Linked DNA regions of Mus musculus: all the other regions are linked to region 2. Evidence: chromatin contacts called from public Hi-C and HiChIP or PLAC-seq data. All regions are on one chromosome and are shown on one strand. Each heading gives the region's core, a stretch centred on a gene start, on an enhancer-like site or on the middle of the called end of the contact. The rest is flanking DNA. Distances are from core to core; before and after follow the strand shown. Region 1 overlaps Ppp1r1c (protein phosphatase 1, regulatory inhibitor subunit 1C). Region 2 overlaps Cerkl (ceramide kinase-like). Region 3 has its middle 10 kb from the start of Gm37004.

Evidence for each region. Hi-C and Micro-C count contacts between places; a contact is called where the count stands out from the background. HiChIP or PLAC-seq counts read pairs in DNA pulled down with a chosen protein or histone mark.
Region 1: a contact with region 2 is called in an H3K4me3 HiChIP or PLAC-seq map of bone marrow-derived macrophages, with 4 times the contacts expected there. The contact joins two enhancer-like sites. A contact is called at or near these places in 2 of 115 datasets of contacts at active chromatin or transcription factors (bone marrow-derived macrophages and large pre-B cells) and 1 of 9 other capture datasets (embryonic stem cells).
Region 3: a contact with region 2 is called in a Hi-C map of Th1 cells, with 3 times the contacts expected there. The contact joins two enhancer-like sites. A contact is called at or near these places in 4 of 15 datasets of contacts at CTCF or cohesin (CD8 T cells, the NIH/3T3 cell line, large pre-B cells and 1 more), 45 of 484 Hi-C or Micro-C datasets (3T3-L1-derived adipocytes, the BV-2 cell line, the Ba/F3 cell line and 34 more), 5 of 115 datasets of contacts at active chromatin or transcription factors (the 230-238 cell line, bone marrow-derived dendritic cells, differentiating embryonic stem cells and 2 more) and 1 of 9 other capture datasets (embryonic stem cells).

The regions. Positions count from the first base shown.
Region 1 is chr2:79,741,005-79,744,026 of GRCm38.p6, reverse strand. The region is part of intron 2 of Ppp1r1c (protein phosphatase 1, regulatory inhibitor subunit 1C); the gene reads right to left. Among named protein-coding and RNA genes, the nearest start is that of Ppp1r1c, 35 kb to the right of the region's middle. Within about 2 kb of position 1,561, at least 51 of the 459 cell types and tissues checked have an H3K27ac peak or open chromatin away from gene starts, as enhancers often do. A contact at or near this core is called in bone marrow-derived macrophages, where this site is marked.
Region 2 is chr2:79,369,482-79,372,376 of GRCm38.p6, reverse strand. The region is part of intron 2 of Cerkl (ceramide kinase-like); the gene reads left to right. Among named protein-coding and RNA genes, the nearest start is that of Gm22606, 23 kb to the right of the region's middle. Within about 2 kb of position 1,461, at least 113 of the 459 cell types and tissues checked have an H3K27ac peak or open chromatin away from gene starts, as enhancers often do. A contact at or near this core is called in the Ba/F3 cell line, CD8 T cells, Th1 cells and 4 more, where this site is marked.
Region 3 is chr2:78,960,684-78,963,624 of GRCm38.p6, reverse strand. No RefSeq gene overlaps it. Among named protein-coding and RNA genes, the nearest start is that of Gm37004, 10 kb to the left of the region's middle. Within about 2 kb of position 1,639, at least 42 of the 459 cell types and tissues checked have an H3K27ac peak or open chromatin away from gene starts, as enhancers often do. A contact at or near this core is called in the Ba/F3 cell line, CD8 T cells, Th1 cells and 3 more, where this site is marked.

The DNA.
Region 1 (3,022 bases), core at 312-2,811, 370 kb before region 2:
AAAACCCTCTGTAACCGGGCAAGGCTTCCACTGGAAATCCACACAAATCCAGCCACAGAACCTTCAACCTGTTTGTCTTGTCTGCAAGATGGGCTTGAGTAAAGGTGGCACCACTAAAGATGTGCTTGTGGGAGTGGCCAACAAATGACTGGCCTAGCTTGTGACCCAGACCACAAGAGGAAGCCCATGCTTGACATTCCCTGGAGGACCAGAAACCAGAGGCTGGATATCCCAGCCTAAAGTCAACAAAATGATTTTGCTATACTTGTAGACCAGAACCTAACTTAATAGCCATCAGAGAGACTTCATCCAGCAACTGATAGGAGCAGATGCAGAGACCCAGAGTCAAACATTAGGTGGAGGTTGGAGAACTTCATGGAAGAGGAGAAGGAATATGGGAACCAGAGGGGTCAAGAACACCAGGACAACATGGTCCACTGAATCAAATAAGCGTGGCTCATAGGGGCTCACAGAGATTGAAGCAACAATCAGGGAATCTGTATGGATTGGACCTAGGTCCTCTGCATCTATGCTATGGTTGTGTGTCTTGGTGCTCTTGTGGGACTCCTAACAGTGGGATAAGGAGCTGTCTCTGACTCTTTTGCCTGCTCTTGTGTCCCTTTCCTCCTCCTGGGTTGCCTCATCAAACCTTAAGAAGAGGTTTGTGCCTAGTCTTATTGTAATTTGTTTATGCCATGTTTGGTTGATATCCCTGGGAGGCCTGTTCTTTGTTGAAGAAAATCAGAAGAGAAGTGAATCTCAGGGAGAGGGGAGGTAGAGGAGAAGGACTGGGAAGAAAGGAAGGAGGGGAAACTGCAGTTGGAGGGTAAAGTATGAGAGAATAACAAATAAGTTCAAATTTTAACAAATCTGGAGAAAAATATTGAAAGGAGAATAAAATATTAAGATGCTTACAGTGGAGTCCTACTGCTCACTTGTGTGGTTAACAACTTGTGAGCTGCAGAATGTATTATAATTCAAAATTATTTTCCATTTTAAAATCACAGTCTTTGTGTGTGATTGCTTCCTCACCCCCAAATTGGGAAAATGGATCAAAGGCATAATAAAACGAGTGAACATATTATGGATTCCTACAGTGAAACCATTCTGGGCTTGGAAACAAACTAAGCTTTCTTCCCCCTAGGGGATTTAGAATTGGCAGTAAGAATGCCAGGAAGTAAAGTTTTTACAGAAAAAAATATTCATAATTCCTCACAGCAATTTTTTTTAATATTAAGGCACTTGTATGACTAACTAGATATTTATTCTATGAAAACTAAGTTGAACAGTGACTTAGGGTTGTGGAAATGAGAAAAAGAATTTTTACTTAGGCACTTAAATGTAAGACCTAACTTTGTAGAGAAATCACCATCTTGTCATCAAGCATGCATTCATTTATATAATAAACTCTATAAAGCCAGCCAGATGGGAAGGAATAAAGGTGAGTGAATTCAGATTCCTATCAGACTGTTGTGGACATGGTAGATAGTATACTCTCTCAATCCTTCCATCCCTTCCCACACAAACAAGACTGGGTACCAAACTCTACTGGTCTTGGTAATAGGAACTTAAGGCCAAATCAGAAAGGATAGAACCAAAAAAAAAACATCTCATTTCCTTTATTAACAAACTATCAATTGTGGGGGAATTACACTTTTCCTGTTTTGAATACTTTGAAAATACTATGCTTTGCTTCTGGGTGCCTGGATATACTTGAATCCTGAACATTTGTTGTCATTGTAATGTGTGTGACTTTCTTAAATTCTCCATTTGAAGACCAGAGCAGCACTGTCCTCAGAAGTGTAGTCTATCAGTATATGATGTCAAGTCGATGTGATAAACACTGTCTGATCCACTTCTGCTTTCTACCCTCAAAGGCTGTTTTTCAGTTCCTCAAAAGCAACATCCTGTTTCCTACCTTGAGATTCATCTCGGTGTAAATCTCCTCTCTTCCTTGCTTTCTTCTTTATATGTTAATTTAATTATAAGGCCTCTTTGGTCTCTAGACTAGGTTACATCTGTCTTGTTATATACTCTAATGGCAACTGTGAACCCTTTGCAGAATTTATTGTAATTACAATAAGTTAGTTTTTTTCATCGTCTGCATCATAGTTACTTTTCTATTGCTGTGCCAAAATGTCACAAATAAGGCAACTTATAAAAGAAAGCATTTGGAGCTAAGATGAAAGGATGGGCCATCCAGAGACTACTCCACCTGGGGATCCATCCCATAATCAGTCACCAAACACAGACACTATTGCATATGCCAGTAAGATTTTGCTGATAGGACTCTGATATAGCTGTCTCTTGTGAGGCTATGCCAGTGCCTGCTAAGAAGTGGATGCTCACAGTTATCTATTGGATGGAACACAGGGCCCCCAATGGAGGAGCTAGAGAAAGTACCTAAGGAGCTAAAGGGGTCTGCAACCCTATAGGTGGAACAACAATATGAACTAACCAGTACCCCCAGAGCTTGTGTCTCTAGCTGCAAATGTAGCCGAAGATGGCCTAGTCAGCCATCATTGGGAAGAGAGGCCACTAGGTCTTGCAAACTTTATATGCCCCAGTACAGGGGAATGCCAGGGCCAAGATGTGGGAGTGGATAGGTAGGTGATGGGCAGGGGATATGAAACTTTCGGGATAGCATTTGAAATGTAAATAAAGAAAATATCTAATTAAAAAAAAAGAAAAAAAAAGAAAGAAAGCATTTGATTGCTGTTCATGGTTCCATAGGGTAGTAGGGTCTCTGATTATCATGGCAGGGAGCCTGGCAGCAGGTGAACAAGCATGGCACTGGAGCAGTAGCTGAGAGCTGACAAGTTGAAACAACAATCATGAGGCAGAGAAAGAGAGAGCCAGAGTAGCTGGGAATGACTAGACATTTTTAAACCTCACACCTAACCCCACTGACACACCTCCCTCATCAGGGCCACACCTCCTAATCCTTCCCAAAGAGTTCTACGGACTGTGGACTAAGCATTCAAATATATGAGCCAATAGGGTCATTGTCATTCAAACCACC
Region 2 (2,895 bases), core at 212-2,711:
CTGGGGTGCAATTTGTTATTTTCACACATGTTCTCTTAGTATCTGTGTCAAATCCATCAAAGTCTTTTGAGTCTTTTACTTTATCCACACTCTCCCATAATAAATTTCCTGTGACTGCTGTTGTTTTTGACAAGGTCCCACTATACAGCCCTAGCTGATCCAGACCTCTTTGTATAGTCCAACTGGGCCCTGATCAGTGTAGGTGCCATATACGTTAACATTAGATTTTTCATATATTTTTAAAGTGGAAGAAGTTCTGACACTTTAGATATGACACCAAAGGGGAAAAGTGCCCAAAGGTGGATAGATATGGGAGAAGCAGAGAGATAAACTGTGTATAAGAACTGGTGGCCACATTGTTTCTCTCTGTTTCAGTTTCACTTTTAAAATAGGTGCAAAATCTAATGTTACCATCTATGGCACCCACACTGATGCAAGAACAATCTTATTCTACTCAGAACCTTAGCCAGCAGCACTAATTTTGCCTTCCTGTGGCTCTGCTAAGAACTCCAGCCTCTACACCGAGGCCAGAGTGAGCCTACTTAAAAACCAGAGGTTTTATTACTGCTTTGCTCAAAATTTACCATGTATCTCTTTCTAAGCAGCAAAAAAAAAAAAAAAAAAAAAAAAACAAAGTCCCTAGAAATAACTGGAAAGTTCTGGAAGACCTGACTTTTCCTACCAGGGAGTCACCTTCTCCCTCTTCTTTGCTGTAATTTTGTCTGTAGAATGCCTTCTGGCCAAATCTGAATTCGTTTCTGTGTCCATCCATTAGGATGCCATCTTTGTAAGGACAAGGGCTTCACTCATGGAACCTCAGATCCCCTGCTTCTGCCTGATACACAGCAGGCATGGAGGTGTTGGTGACGAAACTAGGACCATAGAAAATGGAGAAATTAAATTCAGTTTTTATAACGCCAACTGCATGGATACTGTCTGTTTACAAACGAAAAGACCTTCCGGCTAATGTAGATCTCTACACGTGTATGGACAAGGATGGATTTACTTCTGACTCTTGGTACCTGAAGCTTGAAGCCAGCTCCTGGCTCTGGCCTGGTTTAGTGAAAGCAAAGGAGACATTTGCCTGCTCAGTTCCTGGTTAAGAGACAGCAACAGTATTCTCATCAGATGCAGAATCTCACATCTCACAACTTTACAAAGCTGCTTCAGTAGCTTGTAAAGGGTGAAGTTTAGGATTATGTAAATAGCCTAATTGTCATCCGATAAATCAGGGATCCGTTATTGCTTGCCTGAATCAATTTTTCTAATTTCTGAAAGTAAGAGTTTTCTAACTTTGGAATGTTTCATGCAACTATTTTTTTGTTTTGTTATTTGCTTAGTGTCCATGTAACCTGTCAAACCGAATGCTTAAACAAGCCCAGCACAGTGTAATGTAGTACTGTCAAGCCTCCCATTTTTAATTGAACTGTGGTTGGCTAGTGGAAGCCCCAAGGCGTCCAATCAGAGACTATTGTATAAAGGGTACAAAAACAAGTTACCGGAAGAGAAGAGGTTGGAGTAAAATGGTGCAGAGCAGTGAACCCGGCAGACTCCGGGGACGGATGAAGACAGACTCCTGGGAGGAAGTGGGGTTTGGCGGCAGCCTTGAAAAAAAAAAAACTGGTAGGATTTTAATTTTTTTTAGAAGCATGTTTGAAACAGAAACAGAAAACTGAACGGAGAAGGTCCGGCAGCAGCTTCTGCATCTGATGCAGTACAATGGCCGGAGTTATCAAAAGGGAGTTGAAATTGCTCAGGAAACGCGGGTGTTGACCTGGCTCTGTGTGCTCGCTTACGCTGGCAGCACCTAGAAGTTCCAGCCCTGTCCGACTGTTAATTGGAGAGTAATGAAGAAGGCATTCTGTGTTGAGAAGGAAGCCTCACGCAAATACTACTTTCTTCAAGAAGGCTTTTCCAGAACCCTAAGAAGTAGCACTGCCTCAAACACCCCCAATATACCCCAGGACACCCCCATACACTCCCACCCCCATACACTCCCACCCTACAAACTCCCGTCCCGTCCAGTTCCACCCCCACAAACTCCCATAGTGTTTCATGCCTCTGCTTTGAGTCTAGATGCCCTTGTGCTGTTGCTTCCTACCATCACCATCTTCTCTGGCCAGGTTAGAAAACAAACCTCCCATAAGTCTCTTGAAGGTTGATGTAAGAGAAGGCGATGAACTGGCTTCAGGACACATTTGCATTCTCTGATGGCCACTTTAAGGGGCCTGGGCAGTAGTGTCCACAGCAGAGAGGCCAGGGCAGCTTTGGAACAGTGAAGCACTGACCGGAGTAGCTACGCTGGAGCTATGCAAATCTGGGAAAGCATACTGGCACAGACATGGGGCCCTCCCTGTACCAGAGTGGGTTAGTGGTGAGTGATACACAAGGCCCAGGAGCTAGCACTTGCAATGTAGGATTCTCAGTGCTCATCCAAATAGAAGAGCTGAAAAAAGCGAGGCATGGGGCATGGAAGGGGGGCGGCGGGGTTGGGGGTGGGGGAGTGTCAGCATGTGTGACCAGGAGACCGATGAAGCTCCTTACAAAACAGACCCTGAGGCCTTCCTGAGAATGTCCAAACACTTCAACACGGCTCTTCTGTTCCTCATCCCATGCCCTCCCTGATTTCAAAACAGTATGTAGGACTTAAAAAAGTCTATTACTTCAAATATAATGAAAGAGAAAAATATTCTAAGTATAGTATAAAACACAGTTGGATATAAATGGACATTTACTTTCATTTATCTTTAGTGATGATTTTATTCAAAACGAATGTTAACTGCTTTTGTAACCTTAAAATGCTGTCTTCCGAAAGCAGCTTACTACAAAAGAAATGGTTGTCAGCTTCCGTTTGGCTCCTGCCCTTTCCTAACAACAGACAATTTGCTCTGCACC
Region 3 (2,941 bases), core at 390-2,889, 410 kb after region 2:
GCAGGCTATATTAAGAGTTCTCAGAAAAACGAACCTTCTCAGCCATTTCTGTCTTTGGAACATTTAAATATACACTACCCTGAAGGACTATTGACTCATGGTTCCCACTCATGTTATATAGATCTGTTCCAACAGGCTGGAGCCAGCAAGAAGAACCTTATGTGGATGGATACATACATACATACATACATACATACATAGAAACATAGATAGATACATAGATAGATATAGAGGTGATACAGAGATAGACATGTGACATAGATTTGTTCCCATGAAGGCTGTAGCCAGCAGGAGAGACCTTATCTAAATATCTCTATATAGACATCTAAATATGAATATCTCTAACAAATATCTACATAGATAAATAGATTGATAGAGACATCTAGGTAGATATAGATATATATGTGCTAAGTGTAGAGTGATGCATATTAAATGAGTGAATAATTTTAGTAGGTCTTGGATGGCATATAACCAGGTTCCAGATACAGCTCTGGAGTTGAGGAGAGGAAAAAAAAGGATGGGCCAGGAAACAGAAGTTGAGATACAGCACATGAAGGGATTCTCAGGCTAGTGACAGAAAGCTACACAACAGCTATAGAGTTAATTTTTCAATGTTTCCCTTGCTTTGTTCCTTTATAAGGTAAACTAGCTTTGCATTCTGCCATTGGCAGCCTCTTTAAAATACTATCGTGAAAGTAGGTGAAAACTGGGTTGTTCCTGAAGCTTTCGCAACCATTTCACCAAGTACCGAGTCTGTAACCAGATTACTAATAAGTAAGCTAGATGCAAATACTTTACAACAGATGCAGTAAGCTTTTAACTACATTATATTTGTCAGGAAAGTTACAAAGGCATACACATTCTATTTACAGAGAGTCATATACATATGAACAGCACAGGTAACTATATGGTTTGAAATAGACTGTCGATGTGATGATGTCTCGGGCTCATGTTTAATCTATTAACTACCTACCTATTATATAATTACTGAGAGAATTATGCTTTGATTCTGCTCAAAGCAGGGACTCCTGCAGGAGCCTAAGAGCTTCTTATGTGTAGAGTATTTAAAACAGAATGAAATTAGCAATCTGTAACTTAAAATTATACATAACATTTAGCTTCATTTAAAATTAAAGCAGTAGAAGGAACAGATTTTCATGGCATTTCCATTATGCAGAGAGGTAAACAACAAATAAATATGGCACATATGAATATGAAAATCACAGCACGGTAATTGCTGTACTCCATCAGCGTGTGCAATATTAAATCCTCAAATAAACACTTACTTAACCTCATCCTCACACATGCCTATTGCTTTTATCAGAAGGAGAACCACCTGAAACATTCAAACTAACACCCCATCCCCCAATGAGGTACAAAGTCAACGGGAATCACTGCTGTTCCTGAGAGATTTCAGTTGTGCTCCTCCACTGGCTCCAGTAGTGCCAGTATTTCTAAGAGACAGGGACAGGAGAAGAAATGTGGAAGTCAGTTTGAAAAATTCAGCCCTCCTGAGACTGTCTTTTATGTCACATCCTAACTCCACTGCTGATTCTTAAAGCCTTGTGAGGATCATTAACATTGCAGCCATGCCAGGAACCTCTGCCTTCTGGCTGAGACCACACTCCAGCTCTCTCTTTCTCTAGCAGAGAGCAGAAACTCTTTTTGTATACCCTTAATAATAGCTAACGTCTGTCTCATGCTCTGGGCCCGAGCTTGCCCTAAATTTAACCCTCAGCAATGGTTCTCTGTTTTACTCACAGCCACGACCTGACTCATTTATGAAGAGACCTCTGCTACCCTGGAGTTTTTCAACAGGCAAGGGTTAAAAGGTCAACCACGGTGTCGTTTCTGTCTTTATGAATAACAACTGTCAGAATTCAGTTATGCAGAGTAACACGCTGAAGATATCTTATCATTTTACACAGTATGACCAATGGTTCAGATGTGTGGTTTGTGTGCACATGAGACTATGTCTCCTAGCAGGGGACATCAGCGACTTTATCAGAAGCTAGGAACCAGAACATGCATTGATTCAATTCAACTTTAAAACAGAAACCAAAGACGTATGAAATCCAAAGGAAGGAAAACTGCTTTGTTCCAAATAAATACCTTTCAAGTTTACCAATATTCATTGTCCCAGTGATGAAATTAATACATCTTTGCTGCTCTAAACTTAAATTTGACTGGATGGGTAAATTCAAGCCTGAGGCTTTCATGCCATTATCAGAGGCTCTGTCAGTGAGTGCTTTAACCTAATTACATTTGATGCAGCAAATCAAGAAAACCACTGCTGGTTATGACCTCTGCCAAGAGCACTCATGAGCTAGACAAATGGAGCTTAAGATGTTATTAGTTGTTCGTTGCAAAGTTCCAGATCCTGCCCGACAGGAGGCTGCCGCCTGATGTGGGCACGGACCCTCCAGATGGCATTCTGCATTGGCTTGTGGCAAGGCTCTCGGGGACGCTGGCACATTTTCTGCGTCAAAATGAAAGTTTTCCAATTACAAGGAGATAATGTGAGGAGATGCAAACTTAATCTCTTGAACAAAAGGTTGCAAGCTGTGTAATAGCCATTTCAGGGGAGAGATTTCACTACAGTTCAATTGATTTAAACGTCGTAGATCACAAAATGGGCTATCTTTCCTAATAAAACTGAGGACGCAGCTGCAGTAGATTCTACCTCATGGAGCAGGGTGCCAATGGGCTCATCATCTTAGGGACTGCTTCTCTTAACTCCGTGTTTTGTTGAATGCAAGTCGGTGATTATTTTTGCCTTCCCTTATGTGTGAATGAATAACAAGAAACCATCTCCTTTTAGTTAGACAGCAAATGTCTTAAATGAAGCCTTCCAGGTGTAACAGTTTAACAATGTTACTACATAGCAGATCATAGAGTTTCACCAGGGCATATTAAGTGGTAAGAAAGCCTTATTACTATC